Regions from separate parts of the Hordeum vulgare genome. Here region 1 is linked to region 2. A link is a contact called in public Hi-C data. All regions are on one chromosome and are shown on one strand. Each heading gives the region's core, a stretch centred on a gene start, on an enhancer-like site or on the middle of the called end of the contact. The rest is flanking DNA. Distances are from core to core; before and after follow the strand shown.

Evidence for each region. A called contact is a pair of places that touch in the nucleus more often than the background predicts.
Region 1: a contact with region 2 is called in a Hi-C map of leaf, with 4 times the contacts expected there. The contact joins the promoter of LOC123399035 here to the promoter of LOC123399424 in region 2. A contact is called at or near these places in 3 of 6 Hi-C or Micro-C datasets (leaf and seedling).

Annotation. Positions count from the first base shown.
Region 1 is chr5H:469,549,567-469,555,945 of MorexV3_pseudomolecules_assembly, reverse strand. LOC123399035 (RNA cytosine C(5)-methyltransferase NSUN2) reads right to left here and starts at 4,756. Exons shown (of 15, transcript XM_045093465.1): 1 at 4,444-4,756; 2 at 3,976-4,064; 3 at 2,986-3,052; 4 at 2,790-2,905; 5 at 2,061-2,127; 6 at 1,907-1,955; 7 at 1,388-1,473; 8 at 1,005-1,258; 9 at 872-927; 10 at 344-429; 11 at 1-72. The coding sequence starts at 4,617.
Region 2 is chr5H:469,214,541-469,221,541 of MorexV3_pseudomolecules_assembly, reverse strand. It overlaps LOC123399424 (putative wall-associated receptor kinase-like 16), which reads left to right and starts at 1,916. Exons shown (of 4, transcript XM_045093834.1): 1 at 1,916-2,430. The coding sequence starts at 1,984.

The DNA of each region.
Region 1 (6,379 bases), core at 3,507-6,006, 330 kb before region 2:
ACGGCGGATCAATTCAGGTAGCTCATTAGAAACATCAAGGAGTTCAACAGAATCCCCACATCTCCGCAGAATCTATACAGTTGAAAATGTGATCAATGTTACAACAAGACATACAAAACAACTATACAAAGAACTTACAAAAACCAATATGCTGAAAAATGAGCATGATTTGCGGTCAAATCTCAATGCATTTCCCTGACAATTAATTTGCTGTGTACTGAACACCATTTTATGATTTAATCAATCTATTCAAATATATAAAAATAAAGGGCCTCGCCAAATCAAAAACGAAACATTAGTACATTATTGAATATCAGAGAGAGAAGTCAAGCAACAAAATTACCTCACCAACAACAGCTTCATTTTCAACAGGATTCATTGAGCATGTTGAGTAGACCATCCTTCCGCCCACTTTAAGCAATGCAATGCCTGACAACAAAAATACAATCTTAACTTCTTGAAGTAGCAAATTATTAACAGGGCTCCTGGTGTATCATATATTCATTATGTCAGAACTATTAAGCTGAGAGCAAAATTATATATCACGTGATTATTGCAAAAGAAAATCGAAACCAGCATACATATCTTCATAATGTATGCATCTGATAAGAATTTATAAGACAGCTTAACAAGATCCTGGATCCTAAGCGGTATTCTATCTCTCATTCATCATGTGATCAAATACTCAGATTCATGAAATATTTGATGGCATGAAACATTATCGATGACAATAGTGAATTGTGCCAGGGAACCACAAGGTGACATGGAATGCTTCAATACATTTCAAAAAGCAAAATCTTATAATAGAACCAACTTAACAATTCAGCGAAACCCATATTTGATAATGGTGTAAGTATCTGTTAGCCCTTACCACGCATAGCTATTTCCACTTGGAGACGATGAAGTCCATTACCCATGCCAATATTCCTGGGTAGCCACTTCAGTAAATAAGGAACCAAGGGGAAAATGAAAGCAGCAAACAGGCTAAATGGTACAGTATTTACCATGTTCTCCACATATCAGGAGCCTTACGGACAGTTCCATCACCACTACAGGGCACATCACACAGTATACGATCAAATTCCAACCTCTGCAGCTTGGACTCGTCTACGCATGCTTCTGGACAGAACTTTGCAACACTACAGCCAGGAAAATTTTGTGCTTCATGATTTGTCACTACCAGGTTGGCTGTGCACATTCTCTTCGTCTGATGAATAAGAAGGTTACATCTTTGCACATCGACATCATTAGCTACCACCTGAGTACATAGTACAAAGTGCAAAGTATTAATAACAGATGATGAAATTAATGTTTTCTTTTGAAAATTGATAGAAATTGTAAATAACTATAGCTGTATCTGCTATATGTAGTAGATGGAAAAATTCACCATGGCAGTTGGAAGCACTCCAGGCTTTGTTGACTGGTGGATCATCTCAAGTAACTGGAAAGTTTTAGACCCTGGAGCGGCACACACTGCACAAGGTCACAAAATTCACGAGATATATTACTGTATAACAGAAATCTTTCCTCTCACAAAAAGTAAAACAGAACACTGTATACGAATACTGTGTGAATAAGTTTAAGCCAAAAGCCTAAAACAACCTCACGTAGAAAAAAACTGAAAAGAGTGGGCTTAAATTAAAAGATCCAGCTACCTCATGGACAAATTGTGTAGCTATAAGTGCTGGATGTTATGTTTTTCTTTTCTTTTTTGACTTGCTTGCACTTCTACCAAAAAAACTCATTCTAGAACTCTAAACCCTTTTTGGCGACTGTTTTATTGGGCATGGACGTTATGAACCAGATTAGGGATTAGCCAAAGTTAGATCAATTAGGCAGTTCAAAAGACGGAATGTTTGGTGTGTAAATTTCACCACCAACATGTGTAATGATGGATAAAACATACTGTCAAGAATATGATGGTCAGGTTGCACGTTCAGAAACAAAGGTGGGACCTGCAAAAGAAATATACATTGTTTAGACAAGAACTGCCCCGATATATGTAAGGCATCACAGATAAACAATATAGGGCATCTTCAAAGTAAAGATAAAGCACCCACCATGCTGACAGCCTCCTGCCTGGTAATATTACCAACTTCATTCTCTTGCTTCAAGAATTCATGGAAACTGGAGTAAAAAAAATAGATGTTAAATTAACAATGATATGTCATTAGAATATAAGTATAAGAGCTTCCAGTGTTACAATTTCTAATGGCAGCATATTGTTAAGCATGCCAATGGTTACACAATTTTATTCTCCAAAGAAATTTGGGGGTGCGTGACAAACAAGCTCGTCCTTGGCGTTTGCAATATGGCTTCATGCATCAGCTTATTTAAGGCACTACAGGTCGACAGCTACTCTACCAATTCAATTAGCACGCTATCTTATGAGCAACTTCAACAAGAAAATATAGCATCAAATGCAATACACAATATGACATTACAATTTTCAAAAGAGGTAACTGACAAGTTCCAGTGAACCGTTAATTGTAGAATAAAGAACTTGAGGCAGATCATTGAAGCAGCAAGTTGATTGGTAACCAATTCATGATGGATTTCACTTGATTCGGTCAATCATACATAAAACAATTTGGATTTCACAACATTTAAGGGACAAGCATGATCTCAATAGAGCATGATACATCACTTTGTGCAAAAGAAAGTTGTGAAGATATATTCGTTTGTATGAAACACCAGTTTAACAAGTAGTCAAGTACACACACCCTATACTACACACTATTGGCAAGGTTCATTCAAAATAAACAGCATGCACTACAAGGTCGGTTTACCTCTCAAGTGCCTGGTTTCTCCTCAGTTGCATCCGAGAAAAGTTCAAATGCCATGCAAGATTGCCAGGGTACCAAGGCAAAGGCCGAATAGCCTCTTTTTCATGGTCATCACTGACCTGTACATGACAAAAGTATTATGAAATAGAAAATATTAAGGTCATACCTTAAATGCATGCATAAGGTTTTTAGAAATTACCTCAGTCTCTAACGACTTCCTGAAGTCATTTTCTAATTGTGAACAAATGTCTTTAAAAAACTGACAGCTGGGAAGCAAATAAAAATCCTTTAGCTTGATACAATAGAAGAACCAAACCTTAAACAAAAGTAAAAAGGAGCCCTAATACAAAGAGTGCCTTTTTGCTCTAACTATTAGGTGGGTGTTTATATTCTTTAAAAGTAAACACACATGAGAAGGTGACAGATGTGTTCATATTTAAGTGTCTGGTGAACAAAAGCAAGTAACCAGCAGGCAAACCAGAACAGAAAGCATATCATCCTTTGCTGTCAACAAAACGAGTGTATACCTCCATGATTTCAAGTCCAAAATTTTGCCCACAAAACACAACAGCTATAGATTGGAAAAGAGTGAGAGCAACAGCCAGAATGCCAGATATGCTTACAAACTAAATAACACCAATTTATTGAAAATATTCATGAAAACTCCTCTTGAAAAGAGTAGCATAGATTTCCCAAATAAAGTGCTTGTTTGGATGAGGAGGCAGATCAACATGTGATTCTCGAGAAGTTAGCGGATCTTTCACTTAGTTGATCACAGTTAACAGCCAGTAACTGGACTTTCATCTAGAACATAAACGTGCCAAGAAGTTTCTATTTCAGTAAAGGTAATAAGGACTGACAAAGAGATTCGCGCTCAAATACAGTATTACTGGTACTGTCGCAACTATCAAGAATCTGGCATGTTGGTCCATCTTGATACACACTAACTGTTACGTGGGGGAACTAATATGCAAGGAAGGGGCGACTGCCAGCTGCTGCATCCATCTCAGAGTTGGAAAGGCAGAGGGCAATACCATAGTTGCTCTCTGCTGGAGAGAGTAAAATTAGGAAAGTCTTAGTTCAAAAAGTTTAGTAGGCTTGATTATTGAGTCAGTATCCAATTGCGCTCAGTCCAGGTCATGCATACAAATGTCAGCACGCTTACGTTTCAGAAAAAAAGCAAAGTTACCTCGCATTAATCCTAAAAGCGGCTGGCAATGGCTTCCGGAGCATGCTCATGAAGGCATCCCACTCTTCCTCAGGAACAATTTGCTGCCCCTGCAAGGCATACACAGATTCACATTCAATAGGATTCTAACAGAGGCCACATCAACAGTTTCTAAGTGATGCTGCATCCAGTTGAAAGACTTCAGCTACAAGGCGCTCCGACAGAAGCAAAGACAGCGGAGGGCAGATATGCTGCTATTAGCAGCAAGGCGGTCCAGAGACCAGTACTCAATACGGCAATCATCAATCCATAAACCTGCGCCTTACAAATAATCTTATATTGACTCATCCGCCACTAATCAACAAATCGTCGCGCTCTAGAACGAAAGACGCGTGAAAATCACAGGGCTGGCACTGCTCCATGTTAATGCCATCGAGCCAAAAATGTCGAAAAGGGGAGCTACGCGTGATCTGAACCAGGCGTCTGCACCTTGTAGTAAGCCTCGAAGGCCAGGTTCTCCGTGGCGAAGGGCTGCCAGCCGTTGCCCTCGCCTCCTTCGCCGGCGGAGGCGGGAGGGCGCCTGGGGTTGTCCTTCCAGACGTTCTCGCGCTCCTGCTTGAAGTGACGACGCTGCGAGCGCCCGCGCTTCCTGCCGCCCCCCATCTCTCCCTCTAGCGCGCGCTCCGCAGCTGCGGCGACCCGTCAGAGGCGGCGCGGAGGGAGTTGGCGGTGGCGGTGGCGGTGGCAGGAGTTGGAGCGCCTGCAGGTTTGTTGGTGATGTTTAGGGAGTGGCGGCGACGGAGGTGGGAAGAAAGGCGAGGAGGTCGCGATGGGTGGGGAACGTCAGGCGGGCTCCGGTTGGGCTCATTGCGAATCGGAGAAGCGCGAACTAGTAGTGTATGGGCTGAAATTCACACGAGAAGCCTAATGGGCTTAGCAGTTTGTAGACGTGTGGGCCGGCACCTATGGGCACACCTCCATGACTGTGGAGGAGATAGATGGGCTCGGACGCTGCTGTACGTACACAAAGCCATTGTGTCTCAAAAAAAACATGCACACAGCCATTCCTCTTGTTTTTCTCAAAAAAAAAAAAAAATCATTCCTATTGTGCTCTTCCCTGCAGATCGTTCTCTCCTCCCAAATCCCTCGCCGGAGCGCAGCATCCTCGCCGTCGTGACCTTCCACAAAGATGAAGCGGTAGGGATAACGGGGTGGGGGGTTGGGTATCCCCGGAGGGATGGCTCGGGAGGTGGACCACACGGACAGGTTCATAAAGGGGAATTGTGCATCTCACCCAATAGGCATCATATTGCCATGCTTGTGTTTCTTTGGTTTATGATATTTGTATCATATCTCGTGCATGTCTCAGTTTGTGTTTATTTGTGTTACTCCCTCCGTCTAATAATAACAACCTTTTTTAGAAAAGGAGGATTACTCCTCGCGTGTGCATCTAGATGATGCATGCGGTCATTTTATTAATTATTCACAAAGGTCTTATAAGTAGTACATCAGTTTGTCTGAAATCATCATCTTAGCAACAATTATCGCTTCTCCTAACCACTTGATGAAGGGGTGCCGATAGTCCGAGCCTAATACGAAACATACATCACACAAAAGCCTAACATCTAAAGCCGGAGGCCCCAACCGAGCCACATGTTGGGTTTGTGGTACAAACCGATCCAACGCACTCTCATGTGTCGTCGATGCCGTCTTCCACCAATCCATCTTTAGAGTAGAAACTAACACACTGACATTGCCAGACCTCTCTGCCATTGACGCCACCATGACGTCAGAGAGCGTCCTCCTCCTGCGTGAGTCCATCTTCGCGCATCGGACAACGAGTCTCCACTGCCCCACGCGACCGAGATGCATCACCATCAATGAGTAAGATGAAGCATCGCTCCACCAAAGAAGCCGTCCACTGGTCCCTCGAGCCCGTGTACACCTCCAAAAATGACGCCCCCAAGGAGGAAACGACACCAGAGCGCCGCCGTCATCCGATCTACTGATCAAGGGTTTCCCCCAGAGGTAGCGGATAGAGGTCTTGAGTTTCTCCACGGCGATGCCCTCAAGAAGGTAACGACACAAAACAGTGTCGCCGTCGCCGGTCTTAGCAACAAACCGAGAGCGAGGTTTTCACTCAAATCCACTCGACGAACCTCCTGTCGTGGAAATAAGCCTGACAGTAGACGAGTAGGGTATGAAAGTAGAGGGCAGAGTCCTAGCTACGGCAAGGTTGTACGAGTTCAGGCCCCTCTGCGGTGGAGATAATAGCCCTACGTCTTAGTGCCCTCGAGCTTTTGTGTCGAGTGGGATACAGGTGTTACAGAATGCGAACCCTTGTGCCAGAGGGGAGGGGTCCCTTATATAGAGTGTGCGGCCCCTCATAAGTGCCAAGCCTTCAAGGGTGCAATAAGTGAGATTA
Region 2 (7,001 bases), core at 667-3,166:
CTAATCCCAGTCGCTCCAATCATCTGCACCATCATCATCATCGTTGGTGTCGTCAGAGGTTGACAGCCAGATGTCGAACCAACGCTCATCTTCTTAGTGAAGAAGGAGCTCCTGCCTGCATTGACGATATCGGCATGCGCACTCGCCAATGCCTTCTGCCGACGCATGTCCAACCGCTCCTCGCGGCGCCGGCGCGTGCCTCCTCGCGGCGCCTTGCCCAATAACCCTCCTCGTAGACGACGTCCTCCGAGTGGCGCCGACGCCACTCTGCGCGCCATGACCCGCTCGTCCTCCTGGGCGACGAGGAGGCGGCGCTGCCGCACAGTGTGCTCCGCACGGTCTTGTGCGGAGTTTACACGAGGCGGCGGGCGACGTCTAACGCCTGCTGGAGCGTGTGGACGTCCTGAAAGTTCATTTGGCGGCGCGGTCACGCCGCCGCGTCGAACGCGCGGGCGGCCTCGTGCGTCGTGTCGTATGTGCCGAGGCTAAGCCGGAGATCGCCGGATCGTATCTCGGTGTAGAACTCGTCGTTGGGGCGCTCGCGGACGCCGCGGTAGCCCAACGCAGAACGACGACGCGGCAGCATGGTGGTGCGTCGGGGGCGGGGCGCTGGAGCGGTGGCGGCGCGCTGGAGCGGCGGCGACGCGAGAGGTAGAGGGAGAGAGAGAGAGTGGAGCGGTGGCGGCGCGAGGAAGCGACAGAACGCTGCAAAAATGATTGCTAGCTGCCGCCTTTTCACGCGCGCAAGCTGTTACCACGCATGCTGTTTTTCCGTCGCCGCTGGAGCACGCCATTCCGTCTGACGCGCTCTAAAATGACGGTTTATAATGCGACCCGTCTTTTGGCGCGTCTTGGAGATGCTGTAACTGCTGTTTCCGCGCGTCACGCCATGCATGCGCGCCACGCCAGTTTTCTTTTACTCCCGCGCTCTAGGCCATGCACTGCACCTGCGTGACCCGGTCAAATCCAATAGTGTACCACTGTCGCATGCAGCCCGGCCAGCGGCGACTGCTAGTCTGCTACATGTGCCACTGCCTCATGCAGCTAAATTTGGAAATGGTTATTAGAAAATCGGATGTAACGGTTCGGTTATTACTTTGGGTTTGATTGGTTTAGGTTTTATTGGATTGAACTTTTTTTAGTTTGGTTTTGGTTTGGGTATGTGGAGAAATCAGTTTGGGTATAGTTGGTTATGGGCTTAAACAGTTTGGTTATAAACGGTTATAAATTATGGGTCCAAACCGGTTTCTAGGCATTGGTTATGTGCAATAACCAACGATGACCGAGAACGAATATCTTTGATTCGCATGCATGTTGTAATCCACTATGTAATTATGTATTATGAAGAAATACCGCATGAAAATCGGAAGTGTTTGCTTGTGCTTTAGCTAAATAATTTTATTTTAATACACTTGTTAGTGAGCTATTTATACGTGGGTATTTTTTTTTGCCTTTTGTTGTGTGTTGAGTGTATCTCAAGGATAACTTTGTTTTCAAACTGTTGTAGATGCACTTATGCCTTTTTTATCTCATTTGCTTCTTAACTTGTCAATTTGTGTAATTATATGTATATTAAAGCAAACCCATAGTTATGTATTGGTTTTAAACCCACGGTTATTCATCGGGTTTAAGTTGGTTTGGGTGGAAAAAATAATGGGTTTAGTTTTGGTTGGCTGAAAATGACACCAAATGGATATGGTTTAAGTATGGTTTTAAGAGATAAATGTATGGATATGGTTGGGGTATGGTTTAAGTATAAAACCATTCTCAGGTTTACATGCAGCCAGCCCGGACAGATGTTACATGTGTATGCAGAATATTTTATAAGATGATGAGACATGACTTATTGACTCCTACTTGACATTTGTTTATAATAATGTGCATTTTTGCCGAACACCTGGCTAGCTTTTTCATTCTTCTACTTATATCCCCGGAGTGCTAGGAGCTCAGGAGCACGCAGCCACACCTACCCGTTCGGCAAAGATGAAGCTCGGGTGTTCTCGGTTTCTTTTGTCTTGCCATGTTCTTCTCTGCCTTTCGGCGATTTGGGTGCCGGCCACGGCCGATGTGCCGGTAGCCCACCTTACCGGCTGCCAGGCCAAGTGCGGCGAGGTTGACATCCCATTCCCGTTCGGCATCGGCGAGCAGTGCGCGTTGCACCGCGGCTTTAACATCAACTGCACGACCGTCAATGGCATCCTCAAGCCTTTTGCGGGATATGTCGAGGTGACCAAAATCTCCGTGCCAGACGGCAAGGCCTGGATAAACGCCACGACCATGTCGTGGCGGTGCTATGATGTGGCCACTGACACTATGAGCTACCAAAACGAAGGCCTGGACCTCAGAAATACACCTTTCTGGGTATCGGAGGTGGATAACAAAATTATCGTCATCGGGTGTAATACTCTCGCTTATATGAGGAGCTTTCCGGTAAGTACTTTAGCTTCTATTTTATACTTCCTCCGTTCCGTTTGGAATTATTTTTTGCGCGGGGTCTTTGATACACCTGTCTGAGCGTTAGTAACTAATTCTAAATGAAAGAAGCATTATACTCTTTTTCTTAACGTGACTTAAGTTAGTATAAAATTAAGACATTTATTTTAATACGAAGAGAATACCAAATTATCACTACTCCCTCCGTTCCTAAATATAAGTCTTTTAAACGATTTCACTGAAGGACTACATACAAAATAAAATAAGTGAATCTATACTCTAAAATATGTCTATATACATCCGTATTTAGTCCTTAGTATAATCTTTAAAAAGACTTATATTATGAAACGGAGGGAGTAATTGTTTCCGTTAAGTACATACCCATTATTGATGCGCAAAAAAGAACATGAAGATTGGCCATAGTGAAATGGTTCGGGCTTGCTTTGGCTCCCTCCGCCCCCTAGCGCCGCGCAGCTACCCTCCCCTCCTAGAGTTGTCCTCCCCTCGCCGCCGCCCCGACGTGCTGGCGGGCAAAGCCCGGACAGTTTGGGCAGCGGCTGGGCCACCTCCTTCCCCCGACCGAGCTGCAGGCGGCGGGGCTTCGGCTCGCCGCAGAGGCTGGCTGACTCCGGCGGCCACCCCATGCTGCAGCGCTCCCTGGTGGTGACGGGCCGGCCAAATTCGACCTTGACTGGCGTCTGGCGATGGGAGGAGCCGAGGGCTGAGCTTGGTGTGGGCTGTTAACCTCGACTGTGCTTTTCGATGGTGGTTAACAATGGGGTGGTCGGCGTGGCACTAGTCTGTGGTGGTGGACAGCGTGTGGTGCGGAGATACGAAGGGTTGGCTTGGCTTGATCCGCGTTGTGCTCTTCGCGTCAGCCGCTTGCTCGTGTCGTCGGTCCGAGTTCAGCTCTTCGGGTGATGCCGTGTCATCGGACGGATCGGCTCTGGTTGCCATGGTTTTAGCGTCGTTCGAGTTGTTCATCGGCGACCATTGACAGTCACTAGGTTGCATCCCCATGGTCCATCAGGACCGACAGGGAAGGCACGCATGGGTGCCACCTGTTGTGGAGGCGCTAACCCACACCTGATGGCTGATGCCGAGCTAAGAATAAAAGGTGCTCCCTTCTACTCCTACTACCATGGCGAGGGTTGTAATGTGGATGGACGTTGGTGTCCGGAGCCATGGATGTCGAGGCGGCGGTCTTAGATGGTGGGCCTCATCATTGGCTTCCCGGCAGGCTTCATGGTGGCGGTGGTGACTCTACTTCGTGGTCATGTGGATGGCAAGGGGTGGAGTAGTGGGAGGCTCTGGTCTGCTCTACCAGTGTCCAGATATGATGAAGATGGGATGGTCCAGATGGTGACCGGGACCCCTTTTGGTGGCGTTGGCGAGTGTCCGGGAGAAAGCTTCGTGCTATATGGCGCCGGCATCGGCGGAGCCTGTGGGTGTCGCGTGCTTTTTGGAGCCGTCGTCGTGGGTATCGTTATGCCAGGGCTATGGATGAAAACATTTGTGTGTTCGCTTGGACTCGACAAGGACGACGCTTTGCCCCGTCACCTTTTTGGGGGTGTTGCCGTGGAACTCAGGAGTCTTCGGTCGGGTCTTAACGAGTTGTTTGCTTGTTCTAGGTTATTGTTGTATCTTTTGATCTGCTTTGTAAGAGGGCCTTCTCGCCATAATGTATCGTTCGGACATGTATTCTGTTATGTAGCTTTATTCATAAAACGGAGCGATAGCCTGTTTAGAGGGGAAAAAAGTACAAGGAACGGAGGAAGTATGATTTATATGATATAAGAATATGTCATTGGATTTGTATTTGAAAGATAAATATCATCATATAATTTTTGTGACATACAGTTTATATTTTATTAGTTGATTTTATGATTAAAGTTTGATATTAAATAAGAGGGGGCAATAAACCAGGATAGAGGGAGTAAGATGTAAAGATTTACTAAATCACATCTGAATGTGAAATAGTTATGTCATATATATATACTATATCACTAAACTTCCTAGAATTAGGGAGCCCATATTCAATTGAGGTCCCAATTAACATTGTGACACTTAATTTTAATTTGGTCAAAAATTTATCACTCAATTATTTTAATTCTCTATAATACTAAGCTTTCTATTTTTAAGGCCTTGCAATTAATTGAGCTTTTAATATGAAACTGGATCATCCAATTTTAACCGAGTCAACAATTTCATAATGAACTCTCTCATTCATTTTTTTAATACATCATGTTCCTTAACTTTTAAGCTTTTCCCCGTCAATTCTTGATTTCGATTCCATCAATCCTTTGTTGTGGCAATGAAATCTCTAACTTCGTCAAGCTATCTCATTTTAAAGCCCCTCATTCAACTTGTCAATTTTGATTGGATACATAATTGATTGGGTTGTTCATCCTGACTCCATGATGAGATCTCTCGATGAATGAGTGAGAAAACAAAAGTATCGTCCATGACATGTTTAGCATTAGCATAACAAACGCATCACGCAAGGTAAGTAACTTTCTCATGTTTTTTACTAATTAAAAGACGTCCTATCACATGGTAAAAAAATTCACCTAAACACCATAATAATAATAATAATAATAATAATAATAATAATAATAATAAATGATACATTCACGAACGATTCTCTACGGATTGGTTATACCAAACATTGTCGCACTAACCACTTCCCCGATTTGCACCGTTGGCCCATTTTTTTCCCTAATCTCTAACCATAAATTAATTTTTCCGTAATCTCTGATCATAAATTGACACATCCATCTGTAAGCAAGATTCCACAAAGTATGTCCCCAGGAATAGGGTATGTGACAAAAAAAAGGCAATTCATTGTATCCTCCATCCGCCAAACCAATTAATACAAATATTTATCAAAACTTAAAAAAATACATAGAATATGTATAACCCCAAAAAACATAAGCGACACGGTAAAGCACGCACTGCCATTCTAGTCTATGTTATCTACCGCACAATGTAATTGCTGAAAAAAAAATCGTGCAAACGTTTTGATCTGTTTTCGATGGCTGGTATCCTGGGTCGTGCTTGTTTTTTCGTTGATCACGGGTTCTGTGGGCCGCTCGTGTCACGCAGCCTATGTGTGCTGCATGCATGTGACTCTATATGGCCTCCTTTTTCTTGTTTCTTTTTAGCAAAAAAATCTTGTTGGTTGCAGAACACCCCTAAAAAAAAATTTGTTCGTTGCATCCGTTATTTTAGCAAAAAATTGTTTCTTTTAATCTCTCACTTTCCTCACTGTGACGCGAGCACCAACGGGAGTTGACTCAGATCCAACTTGTCCACATGACGAAGAGATGAGAAACCACCAGGTTTTGCATCCGTTATTTTTTGTGTTTTCTAAGGTTGCGTTCAGTTTTTCATTTTTATTTCTTGTATATTTTTGACACGACATGTGCAGTTGCGTCGACCCCTCCAATTCAGTTGCATTTTCATTATTGACTAAGAACTTTGCCCCAACCTTTTCAATCCAATTATATGTCCATCCTTGACACATGCATAATGTTTCCTCAACCCTAATCTAGTTGCATCCATTCGCATATGTCTTGTGTTTTGCTCGTCCCTCGTGAAGCAGGGAGGTCCAATAGGAGAGTACTAGGCGCCGGCACAAGCGCTAACGACGGTCGCAGGCTGATCGCCCGATCTGCACGGGGAGCGTCAGATCTTTTCATGCAACATTTTTATCTTCATGCAACAAATTTCGACGCTGTGCAACATTTTTCGCAACGGTTGCAACAAAAAAAATAATTATAGCAAAAAAAATATCTACATGATCGTAGCAAAAAAACGAAGAAGATGATGCGTGGCAGCAAAAGTTAAACGCCGGTTGTAGCAAAAATCTACGTGACGTGTATGCAACTTTTTTAGTGAACGGTTGCAGCAAAAAATGATGCCGGTTGTAGCAAAAAATAACACGGTTATAGCAAAAGTCAAAATGCCGGTTGTAGCAAAAATTCAACGAACTCGAGTTGCAACCAAACGTATATGCAACCTTTTTACTGTACAAATCTAGTAAATAAAAAACGCTTGTAGCAAATATGAACGCTGGTTGCAACAAATTTACACGAGAACGAAGCTGCATGAAAAACGTTTATAACAAAAAATACATGATTGCAGCAATTTTTACAAAAAAATGCTGCATACATCTGCCAGCGAGCGCGACCCGCGTGCGACCGGCCGAACGATTCGGCCGGCGCGCCGGGGGAAACATTTCCCCGGTCCAATAGGACTATTTTTAGTGGGTTGTTTTATGTTTTGTGCACTAGAATTATTTCGTGGGATGTAGCTTTTTTTGTGGAGGCCCATCTATCTTTTCATTAACATTTTTTGTTCAAGTGTGTAGCTAGAGGAGCGAGGGTAACTACTTTTTTTTTTAATTTTTTCTTTTTGCAAAAGGACACCTAAGTTTCAGGGTTTGGGCGTTTGGGGAACATTGTTCAACGATTACTCAAATTTGAGAATAAAGTTTTAAACTCATCTAGATGGGAAGAGTTTTAGTGATTTCTCATCCAAGTTTCAATCTGTTCGATCTTTTGCTG